2 separate regions of the Mus musculus genome follow, and region 1 is linked to region 2. Evidence: chromatin contacts called from public promoter capture Hi-C data. All regions are on one chromosome and are shown on one strand. The core of a region is the stretch at or near the end of the contact, and the rest is flanking DNA. Distances in the headings are between cores, read along the strand shown.

The links. Promoter capture Hi-C pulls out the DNA fragments that hold promoters and counts their contacts.
Region 1: a promoter capture Hi-C map of liver shows a contact between it and region 2, with 2.3 times the contacts expected there. The contact joins the promoter of Wdr31 here to the promoter of Zfp37 in region 2. A contact is called at or near these places in 3 of 39 promoter capture datasets (cranial neural crest and liver) and 2 of 9 other capture datasets (adipose tissue and pancreatic islet).

Annotation. Positions count from the first base shown.
Region 1 is chr4:62,469,636-62,472,335 of GRCm38.p6, forward strand. It overlaps Wdr31 (WD repeat domain 31), which reads right to left and starts at 1,264. Exons shown (of 11, transcript NM_023597.3): 1 at 1,184-1,264.
Region 2 is chr4:62,207,146-62,209,845 of GRCm38.p6, forward strand. It overlaps Zfp37 (zinc finger protein 37), which reads right to left and starts at 1,401. Exons shown (of 4, transcript NM_001290351.1): 1 at 1,184-1,401. The coding sequence starts at 1,216. It overlaps Gm30451 (a long non-coding RNA gene), which reads left to right and starts at 1,779. Exons shown (of 2, transcript XR_390634.1): 1 at 1,779-1,820; 2 at 1,971-2,257.

The DNA.
Region 1 (2,700 bases), core at 14-2,513, 260 kb after region 2:
CATAGAGCTAACTTGCTGTCATGGGGGCAGAACTGAGTGAAATGAATCTTATTTCAGTAGACTTTTCTCATCCTGTCTGTAGACACACACACACACAAAGATTCAAAACAACAACAACAACAACAAAAAACCTCTCATATGATCCTAGTGACTTGAGATGTCTTATACAAACATTTGCAGTCTGACACAGTATTAACCCAAATATTGAAGAAATGACGCTGTAAAATGTACTACTTAGCAAGGTAGTGAGATGCCCCTTGCCTCTTCACCTACCATGAATCACACAAGACTGAGCAAGTTCCCCGTGACTTGTTATCGAAAAGAACTCTTCCCACTCGGGTTTATTCTAAGAATGTGCCTACTAGGCCTGACTTTTCTTGTGATATATTCTTTTTAATAAATCTCTGTGTATGTGTTCTGGCCTAGCAAGTATGATCACTGAGACTTTTAACATGGCGCTAGTTGTGTACATGATTATTATTATTTTTTTTTTTTTTTTTTGAGACAGGGTTTTACTGTGTAGCCCTGGCTGTCATGGAACGAACTCACTCTGTAGACCAAGCAGGCTGTCCAAGAACTCAGAGATCTGCCTGCTTCTACCGCCTCAATGCTGGGACTAAAGGCATGCACTGCCACTTCCCAACTGGTATAAATGATTTTTTTTTTAAATCCACGCTCTCTTCCCAAATCTTTCACATGGATGTCTATCTAACCTATACTCTCTGTGACTAAGACATCTACACCAGTGTTCAAAGATTAACAAACGACTCGCAGAAGCTTATAGGAGGTGGACTGGTTTGACTCTAATGATAATGTAAAGGAAAAGATTCAGACAGTAAGAGGATTTACAAGACACCCGGTCTCACTGAGGGTCGGCGCTAGATCAGAACTCCCAACGTTGAGGACCATCAGCGTGCAGTTCTTTGTTGTCTTGTTTGTTTTCTTTCTGGCCCTTCAGATTATAAATGCTCCTACTCCTGTCCATTATCTGAACTGCTAAAGCTTACTTTCATGTGCACGTGCCAGGGGAGGATTACGCCAAGATGGAAGCAGGTGAAACCAGGTCCTACACATACCCTCCCAGACCTCCTCCTCACTTCGGGTGGGTGGCTGGCTACCGCTGGGGAGAGCGCGAAGATGCCCCCCGATGCTCCCTCTCTCCCACCTCGGGCTCCATACCCACCGGTGGGCTAGCACCGAGGCCCGAAAGCACGGGTAGCAGGCATCCTTAGCTTCCACAGGTTCCCGCGCCTCCGCCCCTAGCAACCAGGCGCGCGTCGCTAGGGCGGGAGTTCCACCTAAACGCTCCGGGCGTCCACGGCAGCCCCGGAACCCAGGTTCCACGTGCCGGAAGTCCCTCAGGGGCCGAGCCGAGAGAGCGTATTTTCCTTTTCTAATTTGATGGTATGTGAATATTCTATGCAGGGGAGGTTTGTGCTTAACCACGCTACATGAACATGAAGCACCTGTATCCTCCAAGAAAAGCGGTGATATCTGTCGTAGCCACAGCGAGTAAGCGATTAATAAGTGTCACTTTGTAATTATTATTCGCCCAGAAAATTTATTTTAAATGTCCCTGAATATAGACAGAGATTTTCTCCATTGAACATTTCCCAAACATCTTAATCCATTCCTCTCATTTGGCATGTGTGTGTTTATTTTTACTAATTTTTCTAAATAGATAAAGTAATGAGTTTCAAATATATGGAAGGTTTTGATTGTGCCGTTCGCCTTTGTGTGGGGACCATGTTAATTTGTTTTCTGTGTCAATCCACTTTTTAAAAAACGGTTTGAAAATAACTTATTTTATAAGTGTGAGTGCTTTATCTGCATATACATATATATATATATATATATATATATATATATATATATATATATATATAATTTGTGTGCCTACTGAGTTCTAATCCTACAGAACGTGAGTTACCGATGGTTGTGAGCTCGATGGTTGTGAGCTGCCCTGTGGGTTTTGGGAACTGAACCTGTGTCTTCTGCAGGTGCTATAAGTGCTCTTAACCGCTGAGCCATCTCTCCAGTTCCTATATTGTTCCAATTTTAACACATGTGCTGCCAAACTGAATACTTTTCACTTTGTTTTTCATCAAACTGGGATGAGCCAGCACCACAAACAAAAAGACTGTCAGTACCTTCTTCAGATTCAAATGGGAAGGTACTAACAAAAGACTAACATCTCGAGAGATGACTTAGCGGTTAAGAGATCCTGAGTTCAATTCCCAGCAACCTCATGACAGCTCATAACCATGTGGGATCTGATGCTCTCTTCTGGAACACAGGTGTGCATGTTCTAGCTCTACAGGTAGAGCACTCATATTCACAAAATAAATAAATCTTTTAAAAAATAGTTGTTAGGTAAATTTTGGAGTCAGTGTATAACCCATTGCTATGGCAAAATACTAGCAGTAGAATAGACTTCTACTGATTTCTACAAAATACTGTATTTCTACAAAATACTGGCAGTAGAATAGACTTCTACTGATTTGGGTCAAGTACAAACTAAGGTGTTAGAGTCTACTCCCAAAGCACTCTGTTCTGGGATACAACCACTTTGAGAAATGCTTCTGGCATCTGATCCTTCCAAACTGGTATCTGTAGTCACACTTGTCCCGGAGCCTCATCTGTCTTCCGCCTACTTCTTGCTCTTCTCCATCTGACTATCTAAAAGACACCTCTTCCTTG
Region 2 (2,700 bases), core at 151-2,650:
ATGTCTCAGTTGTTAAGAGCACTGGCTGCTCTTCCAGAGGACCTGGGTTCAATTCCCACCCACATGGCAGTCTGTAACCCCAGTTTCAAGGGATCCGACACCATCACACCAATGCACATACGATAAAATTAAATAAATTATTTTTAAAAAGAGACTGGCCCTATATGTTGCTACTTAAAATTCTCTGGCATAAAATAGGTGTTCATCTTATACTCTGTTTTACAATTTTCTAACCATTGACACTCAAATATCCCTCAGTCACTAACCTTCCTAAACCTCCTCTACATAGAAGTTCCCAATTACCATTCTTCACAGAACAGTCACTAACCTCCACTCAACTCCAGTGACCTTACAGAACCTTCTATCATAAAACCCTGAAAACTCACAAAGCCTTGGCCTCAGAGTCCTAGTCACAGAATCATAATAATTATTATTAATTCCTACCAAGAACCCCATCACTAAAGGGACAGTTAGGACTACTGATACCCTTTCTCCCTAGATGACAATCTGCCATCCAAATAGGCACTTCAATATAAGACTTCTTGTATTCCACCAACTGTCATCTGCTCATTAGCCTCCAGGTTCCCCCCTCACTGCCAGTCATAGCACACAAAACGAGGACTCTTAAAGACATTGCTTATTAGACTTCCAGAAATGCCACCATTACTGACCCCAAGGGCTCAAATTCTAATCCCCACATATTCCAAATGAACCAGTTCTCCAAATCTCAATACTGCCCCTCCCACAGTGCAGCCTGTAATCCCCAGTTACCTAAAACACCAGCTCCCAAGCAGTTCAAATTCTAATCCTTGTAGGGCTTCCCGTCTGTAATACATCACAAAGCCCTCATTTCAGATCTTGCTAGCTTTCCAGACCCAGACTCAGTCACTGTGACTATTACAGATGCCTCCCCGCTCCCAAGCATCACTTACCTAGACAGATCCGTCAAAATACTGATTTCCGAAAGTTACAGCAATCCCCAACTCCATATGCCCCCAATATCACGGGCACTTAATACTCCATATGCCCATAATACCCCAATACCTTGGTCCCTTAGAACACCGGCCTTCCCAAAAGACTATTCAACAACAACGCCACAGATTCTCAAATCTCGTCCACTAGGACTCCAGTCACCCTCCAATCACCGACAACCAAACCAACCCCAAGCCCTTACCGCCCTCACCGCATCGCTTTCCGCAGGCTCGGATGTAGCCATCTCCTCCGGACGCCTGGCTTTGTCCGCACTCCTCCGATCCAGCGCCTCTGGCTTTGTCAGGTCCTCGATGGAGTCAGAGGCCGATATGGCGGCCACCCCGGGCACCGCTTCAGAGGGTCCGGGGGCTTCGATGGCGGAGACCTGCGGAGATTGCTTGTGGGCGCGGCCATCTTGGCATGGACCCCGCCGTACAACGGAGGCGCGGGCGCCTCTGGGATCACTGTGCCGGCAGGGCTGGCGATTCGTGAGTCCTGGTTCCCGGAGCTGCGACGTGTCCCAGGCAGGAAGTGCTCAGAGGAGCTGCTGCGCGGGACACGCACCCCAGACCTAAATTCGGGAGGCGCGGGGAGGCCTCGCCTCGGGGGTTCTGTTACAGAATTCGGAATTACTTTTCCAAAGGGTTTTCCAGTTGCGGTTGCCGGGGAAACCCGGGAAGCAGGATGAGGAATCCAGAAAGAGAAAGAAACCAGAAAAGCTGGTCTAGACTAGTAACGTTGACTTACAGAGAGAAGACATTTATCGCTAAGACATAGCAAAAATTCTTTGGATTACTGTTATAATGGAGAGGGGAGGGAAGAGGCCGACAGCGAACACGGCACTCCTGGTGAGAGCCCAGCACTGGTGAAGACATTTCCTCAGAACTGCACAGCTGTTAAAATGACTTCTCAGTGCACTACTTAACAAGCTCATTGCGTTTACTCAACAGTTTTTATGTAGAATTTTTGATATGTAAATATGTACAATCCATGTGCAGGATGAAGAACAGGACTACACAACCTTCATCCCCCTCCTCAGTTTGGATTCGCAGTAGGGCAGAGATGGTGAGATTACTGCAAATGCGTGGTTTCTCATTGATTGACTCAACACCCCTATTGGAAAATGGATCCAGTGAGGAGACTGCCTGCAATCCCATTACGCAGGAAGCAGGGGCAGTGTTTTCAAGACTAGCCTTGTTATATAGAGTGAACTTGAGGTTAGCGTGAGCTATCCAAAGCACTTGTCTCAAAAGGGCAAAATAAAATAAGGGTTTTTATAGCTTTATTCAATGTACAGCGGGAGAAAGAACAGAACTGATTTGTGGGGGCCAGAGTATAAATATAAGAGTTAGTTCTCTCTTTATGGGGATCCAGGGACTTCACTCCGTTCTCCAGACTTACCTACCACAATGGTTGCTATTTACACTCCGAGCCTTCTCACAGGCACTAACATTTTAAGCTGTTGCTGTTTTTCCTGAAGTCCCCTTCTGAAAACAGAACCTAGGGCCTTGTGCTTACTAGGCAACTAACTACTCTGTACTGAGCTAAAGCCCAAAGCCCAAATTAAAAACAAACAAACCTGTTTTGCATGCCGCCCCCGCCCCCGCCCCCACCCCCACCCCGTCTGCTTGTCTCCCTTAGTTTCACCTCCAGTTCTTGAGCCTCTGGTAATGGGGTATCCACCAGAGAAGACTGCTCAGACATGGGTTCAAGCCAACAGAAAAGCTA